2 separate regions of the Bos taurus genome follow, and region 1 is linked to region 2. A link is a contact called in public Hi-C data. All regions are on one chromosome and are shown on one strand. Each heading gives the region's core, a stretch centred on a gene start, on an enhancer-like site or on the middle of the called end of the contact. The rest is flanking DNA. Distances are from core to core; before and after follow the strand shown.

Region 1 (4,712 bases), core at 650-3,149, 280 kb before region 2:
CCCCTTCATCCCCGCGGAGGCCTCAGTGACCACGAGGGTGGACTGGAGGCGGCCAAGCCTGAGTCCGAATCCTGGCTCTGCCACTGACTAGCTGTGGGGCTCCGGGCTGGTCATTCAACCTCTCTGAGCCCGCTTCTGCTTTGCAAACTGTAATATTAGTTCCCCAGGGCTGCTGTAACAAGTGATCAAAAACCTGGCAGCTTATAATATATCCTTTCACCTTCCAGAGGCCAGAAGTCTGAAATCAAGTTCTCTGGGCCACAGGCCCTGGCGGCCCCAGGGCAGCCTCCCTCTCCTTGTCCAGCCTACGGGGTCCCCATGGCTCATGGCTGCATGGCTCTAGTCTGGGCCTCTGCCTTCCTGGGGCCCCTTCTCCCTGATCCTTCTCTTTGCTTTCTTATAAAGACATTGGCCTTTGGATTTAGGGTGCACTTGGATAATTCAGGATGCTCTGAATATCCTTAATTACATCTGCAAAGAGGCTTTTCCAAATACAGTGACATTGACAGCTTCCAGGGATTGGGACGTGGACACATCCTTTGGGGGACTCTGTTCAGCCCAGTCCAAAGGTCACTAAGACTCAGAGACAAAGCCACCTAGAAGAGGTGGGGGCAGAGCCCAGCCATATCGGAAGTGTTCCCTAAAAGAGGGTGATTTTCACCATGTGATCTGACACATTTATGAAGAAATAAACTACAATAAAAGCAGATGATAGCAAAGCTGTGCGTGAGCAACAGACGTAGGCTGGGGGTTCTGCTAGAGGGAGGGGAGGTGGAGATGGAGGGAGTCTCCCGAGGTTGAGCTATAGGGAGGGTTGAGGGCCAAGAGCTGAGACCAAGCGTTGACCGAGGCGGGGGAGGCATGGATGGCTGTGGAGAGAAAGGGATGAAGGAGCTCTGACCAGGCCGTGTGCACACGCACGCACGGGGTGGGCTTTCTTCCCCAGGGGCTAGGAGGTCAGAGCAGGGGTGCACACTGGGGCCGTGCTAGCAGTGGGGGAGGGGAGCGGAGGCGGCAGGCGGGAGGCAGGAGACCGGTTTTCAAGCGCCTCCTGAGGTTTGACGGGCGTCTCAGGCTCACAAGAATGCCAGGAAGGAAGGGGTGACAGCCCTTTGTCCAACAGGGAAACCAGGCCTCAAAACAACTGACCCAAGACAGGATATCAGAACAGAGTGGGCTTTGAACCCGACTCTGGATTTCCCAGCTATAAATCCTGCTAGGGAGGCAGGCTTGTCAGGCAGGCCCCAGGACCACCGTGGGTCCCTTTGGTTACTTTTTTTGTTTGTTCGTTTTATTCATTTATTAATTAGTTTATTTTTAACTGAAGGATAACCCCTTTACAGTATTGTGCTGGTTTCTGCCATACATTCACATCTTTGGTCACTCTTACCCTCCACCTGATAAGTCATCCCATGGCTCAACGCGCACCCACCCCGGTGGCGGTCATCTGCCTTACTGACCACCCACCCATCCCCACTCTACTGGGGTCAGGGCTGTGCTCCTGGATTCCAGCCTGCCTGCGTGGAGCCAGAACAAGACTGGGCATGCTCGGACACGTTTATTGAGTTCTTACTGCAGGCTGGCCCCAAGGAAGGGGTAGGTGTGCTACGCCCCGTTCTACAAAAGCAGGGAAACTGGGACTAGAGAGGCGGATGCCCGGGGGGAAGAGATCAGAAGGAAAAGCAGCAGCAGGCCCAGGTGTGGGCCCAGCTCCACCCGACCTGAGGGGCTGCTCTCAACCCACAGACACGCCCTTTGAAAGCTGCCCCACCCTGCGTGTTAGGATGAGGGCAGAGGGCTTTGTTCCCCGTTGCGCCACATCTGTTACATACCCCCCTGTGGCCGGTGCCATCACAATCGGGCCCAACTATATAACCAGGGGCTGCCAGGGCCTCTGTGAAGCTGGGTCTGCCAGAAGAGGAGGAGGAGGCGGCGGCCCCTGCCCCTCTAAGCGAGGCCGCCCCCCACCCATGGACACCAAGACACAGAGCCTTCCCAACACCCACGCCCAGCCCCACAGCAACTCTCGGCCCCAAAGCCACGCCTGCCACCACTGCAGCTGCAGCCAGCACTGCCAGAGCCGCAGCCGCAGCCGCAGCTGCCGCAGCCGCAGCTCCAGCCGGCGCCCGAGGAGCCACCGCAGCCCCACTGGCCGCCAGGGCCAGAGCCCAGGCCCCAGCCCTCCTCTGAGGCGCCACAGACACACCATGCACTCCCACCAGTGTCCCTCGCGGCCCGTCACCCACTCTTGCAGCCACTCCAAGAACAGAAAGAACTTGGAGGGAAAGGTGATCAAGAGGAAGCAGGTCAAGAGGAGCAAGCAGGTGTACAAAAGAAAGAGGCAGAGCTCAGGTACCTGTCAAGCCGGTGGCCTTTCACAGGACTCCCCCAGAGAAGGGCGGCGCAGCCCAGCAGGGCTGTAGAGGCGGTGAGGTGAAGGCTGCCTCCGCCAAGTCAGAGCACAGAGGACCCACAGGCAAGGGTTAAGAGGGAGAGGGAACTATGACAGTTGTATATACATGATGCATTGATGGAATAGCTCTTTAATTGGATGGGTTGATTGGAAGGATGGACGAACGGCAGATTAGCTAGGTGGAAGCATGGAGAGGTGAATAAGGCTGGGTAGATGAATAATTAGGAGGCCTGTTAGATAGCGAATGGGGAGAAGAGTTAGATGGTTGCTTGAGTGGATGGGTAAGAAGGATGAGGGGAAGGAATGAATCCATTAAGTGACTGAGAATCAGAAGGGATGTGATTAGATTTCTAGATTGGGCTGATGCATTGGGAGGGTGAATGAATTGGTTGGCTGGGCAGATGGCTGAGTAGATAAGGGTTTGAACACAATTGGATATCTGGAGGCATGACTATTGAGAGGATATGAATTGGTTAAATAATGGTGGTCTAGGTGGGTGGAGGATCAGGTTGGTGGATGGATAAATGAACTGATAGATGAACTGACTGGATGGCAAGCTGGCTGAATGGACTAACTGGACCAATGAACGAAAGAAAGACAGTGGGATTGGTGGACTGGATGTGTAGCCTGGACGTGGTTTAAAGAATGAAATGAATGTTGGACTGGGTTGAATTCACGGGTGCATGATAAATGGATGGATTCCCAAGTCAAAAGGACCCTGATGATTGTGTCAGTTCTAGCCATGCCCCATATCTGATTACACACGAGCATCCAAAAACCCAAAGGAGAGGGTTAAGTGACCTTAGGAAGCACTCAGTTATTAAAGGCTCCCTTTCCCATTTCTATCCCTTAGGACGGAAGTACAACTGAGATGACACCCCACGGTTTGTTCCTGTGTCTGTTTCATCCAGATAAGAAACGCCATCACACGTTGAATGCTAGAAGGAAGAAGTAAACTTTGCAGGAACATGTTACTACAGTGATTTCTATGCAACATTGATTAAAGCTCGTACACTGGATGACTTATCCTGGAGTTGTTTCATTAACTGTGTCATGTTTTGGGGGGCCTGGTTGGAAGTACAAAGCAGGGAAGAGGTTGGGTAGGGAGGAGGGACATGCCTTGGGATGGGATCTCATAAAAGTGTAAGGTATCAGTCCTCATGTGGAGCAGAAATGAATGGAAGGTAAACACACCAAGAAGCCTTTGGCATAGATGGGCAATGCTCTCTCGGGAGCGCGTATAGCTCCCATGTGCTCATGCACGGGAGAAGGCAGTGGCACCCCACTCCAGTACTCTTGCCTGGAAAATCCCATGGATGGAGGAGCCTGGTAGGCTGCAGTCCATGGGGTCGCCAAGAGTCGGACACAACTGAGCGACTTCCCTTTCACTTCACTTTCATGCACTGGAGACAGAAATGGCAACCCACTCCAGTGTTCTTGCCTGGAGAATCCCAGGGACTGGGAAAGCCTGGTGGGTTGCCGTCTATGGGGTCGCACAGAGTCGGACACGACTGAAGTGACTCAGCAGCAGCAGTGCACACGCACACTCACACACGGGATATGCTCGAGCCCACACACTGTTCATGTCATCCACACGCAGAGTGAGCAGGCCAGGACCATGGCAGGAGACAAGCAGGAAGGGGGTTAGGAACATGTGCTTTGCAGTCCAGAGCATCCTGAGTTTGAGTCCTGGCTCATTTTGTTTGCCTGCTGTGTTCCCTTGGGTTGGTGATCAACCTCTCTGAGCCTCATTTGTTTCAATACATAAAGGGCAAAGTGCTTTCAGGGGCTGGGCTGAAACACAAGACGCATCCACAGAAAGAACACAAACGTACAAGCACAAGATTTGCTAGTCACGGGACCTCCCTGATGCTCCGGTGGTTAAGAATCCACCTTTTAATAATGCAGGGGACGTGGGTTCAATCCCTGGTCAGGGAACTGATCCCCACAGGCCACAACTAGAGAGCCCATGTGCCGCAAGTACAGAGCCCGCACACTCTGGAGCCCACGTGCTGCAAGGAAAGATCCCACCTGCCGCAACTAAGGCCGGACATAGCCAAATATGAAACATTTGCTGGTCACAATAAGCAGAATCAAGGAAGCCGGTCTGGGTGTAACACAGAGCAACTCTGGTGGGGCTGGGGGTGGGGACAGAGTTCAAGGAAATGGGGACCCGAGGAAAGCACATTGCAGGCGAGAGAACAGCATGTGCAAGCCTGGAGGGAGCAAGGAAGGAGTCTGAGGTATTCCAAAGGCTACAGCGGCTGGCACAGGTGTGTGGGGGGCTGCCAGGGGGTGG
Region 2 (4,410 bases), core at 1,497-3,996:
ATTTCCTTCTCCAAGATCCTCTTTTAGCTAATATATATCTCTATTTGGAAACACTAAAAGTGTAAACATTACCGTGGAAGAGAAGTATCTCGGGAATCTTCTGCCATTAAAAAGGGGTTATCAGAACAGATCAAAACCAGAGAACAGATCAAAACTATTCCGAACCAGAGAAGTAGAGCCTTAATTAAGGAAAAGGACACAGGATCTGGGCTGGAGCATGAAATGACGTGCTCTGCTGCCCTCTTCTGGCCAGTGTTTTGCATGGCACCCGACCAGACTGGAGGGCACCCCAGGCAGGAAAGACGGACCAGCGACCTTCAGTGAGGTGACACCTGTCTAATGAGGGCAGCGCGACTTGGAGCACTAGACACAGGTGTACACTAACAGGTGGTAGCTACTGCACCAGCCCATAGAGACAGAAACCACGTCCACCTCAAAGATCAGGCTCCTATACTCTGGGATCAGCTGGATATTCTTCCAGAAGCATCACTACGGCCCCAGAATCCCTGCATGCTGCCCTCCCCGCCCCACTCCCCCCCAGCCACCAGCAGGTACACAGAAGCCCAGCTGCACCTGAGCTGGGGAAGAACCTGCCCCCCCTCTCTGGTCTAAACTTCGCAGGTGGGTTTCTTTCTGCCCAAGATAGCCTCTGGGAGAATGCAAACAGCACCCCTCTGGTCTCTAGACACATTCAATGAGCCCGTACTGGGTTCCAGGCACTGGGCCACACAATGTTAATCTTCTAAACCATCCCACACCTCGTGGCTGGGGGCTAGTACTCCTTCCTTTTGTAAAGGGAAGCGCAGCCTTCCCTTGTAAAAGAAACGGACCGTGGCTGTTGAGTTTTAATGAAAGTGTTTTCAGGAACAATATGTGAGCAAGAGGCCAGTTTTTGCCCATTATAAATCTAGACAAAAAAAATCAAAGTGCAGGAGGCTGTTGCCACATCCTACGAAGACAGCTGGGTGGATTTTGCCCAAACTCAGAAGAAATGTCTGGGACCATGGTCTGACTTCAAGCACAGGCTGTGCAGCGTATGTGACCACCGATCAGAGGACACCTGCCGGACAAACAGCATGTGGCTGTGTGGCAGCTGGCCTCCAAGATGGCCCAACGACCCTCACCTCCTAGAGGCACACCCTGTGCCTCCTTCTATGCTGAGTCAGGGCTGGCCTGGGCGGCCTAAAGAAGACAATGGAAGAGACGGTGTGTGGCTTCTGAGGCCCCATCAGGAAAGGCATTACAGCTTGCCTTGATGTCTTGGGATCACTTATTCTATGGGAAGCCAACTGCCACGCCAGGAGGACGCCCGAGCAACTCTCTGGAGGGGACTGTGTAACCGAGGCCTCCCAGCAACAGCCAGCGCTGAATGGTCAGCCATGTGGACGAGCCACCCTGGAAGCAGATCCCCCAACCCTAATCCAGCCTTCGGATGACTGCAGCCTTGTGAGACACGGAGCCAGAACCGTCCTGCCAGGCCATTCCCAACAACAGACACACTGTGAGAGAAATGTGACAGAATTCTGACCAGCAGGGCGGGAAAGGAAGTCTGCTGGGAGGCTTCTGGGAAAGAAGTTTGGGGAAAGTCAGAAGGGGGCACAAGAAAGGACGTGATGTCACCAGGCTTTTCAGCGGTGGCAAGTGAGTGTGGTGTCTGGAGCTTTTGCAGCCATCCTGAGACCATGAGGGGTATAAGCCTGAAGACAGATGCCAGCTCAGCAGAGCAAGACAATGGAAAAGCCTGGGTTGCTCACGAAGTGGTCGAGCCACAGGATGAGCCAGTCCCAGGAAAGCCAGCATCTGTACTTTTTGGAATGTGAGATTTAGTGACCTGATCGCTCAAGCTCCTCTTAATTGTAAGAACAATGGCAACTCATTTATTTAAATTGTTAGTAATTCTCCCAAAGAATACCAGAGTAAGGAATGACAAGGGCTACAGTTTTAGGGAGTCAGGTACATACTAGTTGTTTTGAAGACATCATCTCATTTAATTCAACCCCTGGAAAACCCTTCAAGGTAGAAACTATCATCACCATTTCTCAGATGAAGAAATTGAGGCTCAGAGGACTAAGACTCCTTTAAGGTCACATAGCAGGCAAGTGGCAAAGCTGGGTTTGACTGGAGTCATCACTGTTTTGCCAACAGAGGAACACATCCCAAGTTAATTTCTGGGCACTTCTCCCTACCAAGAGTATCATGCTCTCAGGTAGCACAAATTGAATTTTACATTAAAAACAGAAAAGGTAACTTGTTCAATTGAAAAAAAAAAAAACACGCCAAGGTCAAACAGTGTTGCTATGAAATAGTGAATCAGGAAATGGTGAATGCAAATGTGCTTTGTAAACAGACACAAGGTCACCCAAACCAAAGGCGCTGCTTGAACTGGCCAGCTTCCAAACAAACATGCCTCTGTGCAGCTACTTACCTCATTGTAAAAGAAATGGACCGTGTGGTTGTTGAGTTTTAATGAAAGCGTTTTCAGGAACGATATGTAATATGCCATAATCTCCTCATCAGAAAAGTCGAACTTGTGGACAATGATAGAATTTACATAGTTATTAGAGAGCAAATAATCTAGAGGGAGAAAAAAAAGAAAAGGAAAAAGATTAATTAATTCACGCTGGAGGAAAGACAAGCAGAGAAAAGTCCAGGAACAAGCAGATGACCACGTGAAGGGGCTTGAACCAGTCAGGCTGACAGGGAGCAGCTTAACCTTTAACCAGCACAGAACTCAGCCACCATGCGTAGTCACTACAAAGTTCAAGAGCGAGGCCCCAGAAAGCCCAGGACACGGCTGCCTCCCACACCAGACACAAGAATCCTCGAACATTTCCCTCCGTTGCTAGCAAAGTTCAGTGAGAGAGCCGGTGGCAGGGCAAACCAGGTGGTATGTGGGCAGTTTCACAAACCACCCACAGACGAGGGTCAGCTGCACCATGTCTTATGAAAGATGGCCCCATTTTGCCATCAAAAGTCACATTGTCACCCTTGAGTGCCACAGAAGGCTCCGCATGGCAACATGATTTATAGAGGCCCCTGGAGGCTCAGCCTCCACGACCGGGCCAGCAGCAGGCGGACTGCTTTGCGTCATCACTCACCACGATGGTGAACCTGCAGAGTAGGCCTGTTTGCCCTGTTTTGCAGGTGAGTAAAAACACTAAGGTTAATTAATCTGCCCAAGGACAGAGAGACAGTAAGTCAGGAATGGAATCCAAACTTCAGTTCACTGTCCTGTGTTAATACCATGCCCTCATGGCGGCCAGGGGCTTCCCTGGTGGCTCAGCTGGTAAAGAATCCACCTGCAATGCAGAAGACCCCAGTTTGATTCCTGGGTCGGGAAGACCCGCTAGAAAAGGGATAGGCTACCCACTCCAGTATTCTTGAGCTTCCCTGGTGGCTCACCTGGTAAAGAATCTGCCTGCAACATGGGAAATCTGGGTTCAATCCTGGGTTGGGAAGATTTCCTGGAGAAGCAAAAGGCTACCCACTCCAGTATTCTGGCCTGGAGAATTCCATGGACTGTATAGTCCATGGGGTTGCAAAGAGTCGGACATGACTGGGTGACTTTCATTTCACATGGGGGCCAAGGAGGAAAACTGGATAACGAGGCCCTGGGGGCACTGGATCCACAAGGGAGTGGCCATCCTGCTAAGCTCCCAGGCCCTGCTGGGAGACAGCTTCCCGTGGTGAGAGCTTCCAGCCGTGCAAAGGAAGCTAGAAAATACAGATCTTAATGCTGTTACCTTTGAAGTTGAAATGTCAGCCACTAGATCCACTAGTTTTGGAAGCTGTGCTTGCCAGTGAAAACAGTCTACAGAACCCCTACCACTCATGGGCCTGCAGTCTGCAGTCTCGGCCTTGGGCCCTGGCCAGACAAGTTGTCCTCTGAGTCCTCACCAGACACCCTGCGAAGCTAGTGCTGCCGTGCCCACCATCGGCCGTTCCGTTCTGGCTGCCTCCCCACAGATGGGTAAAGGCCAGACACGACCCACACCAGCATACGGGCAGACCCACACCAGCATACGGGCAGACTCAGCAAGGCAGGAGAGCGGGGTGGCACCTCTCTACCTCTGGTTGTGGGACCAGCAACACGGCCTCCCTGGAGCTTATCAAGACTTGCGGAGTCTTGGGCCCGGCCCTGACCACCTACTCAGATCTCTGGGTGGGCCCAGTGCTCCGTGTGTTGAGAAGGCCCGCTAGGCTTCCCCGTCATGCTCCCACCTCAGAGGCACTGGCTTCAAAGGTAAACTTGGACCCACACTGCCTGAGTGGCTTCCCAACTGGGTGACCTTGGGCAGGACATGTACTCCCCAGCTTTTCCATCTGAGAGCAGGAATTAATGAGACCTTCCTCACGTGAGGAAGCAGGTAAAACAGGAAAAGCTCTGAGGACCCGGAGGAGCACAGAGGC

Evidence for each region. Hi-C and Micro-C count contacts between places; a contact is called where the count stands out from the background.
Region 1: a contact with region 2 is called in a Hi-C map of an unstated tissue, with 3 times the contacts expected there. The contact joins the promoter of TNP2 here to the enhancer-like site in region 2. A contact is called at or near these places in 3 of 11 Hi-C or Micro-C datasets (liver, skeletal muscle and an unstated tissue).

What each region holds. Positions count from the first base shown.
Region 1 is chr25:9,925,252-9,929,963 of ARS-UCD2.0, reverse strand. TNP2 (transition protein 2) reads left to right here and starts at 1,899. Exons shown (of 2, transcript NM_174200.2): 1 at 1,899-2,352; 2 at 3,267-3,446. The coding sequence starts at 1,971. The coding sequence ends at 3,283.
Region 2 is chr25:9,650,092-9,654,501 of ARS-UCD2.0, reverse strand. It overlaps CLEC16A (C-type lectin domain containing 16A), which reads right to left. Exons shown (of 22, transcript XM_059881547.1): 3 at 2,426-2,574. Among named protein-coding and RNA genes, the nearest start is that of CLEC16A, 31 kb to the right of the region's middle. Within about 2 kb of position 2,746, at least 9 of the 102 cell types and tissues checked have an H3K27ac peak or open chromatin away from gene starts, as enhancers often do. A contact at or near this core is called in liver, where this site is marked.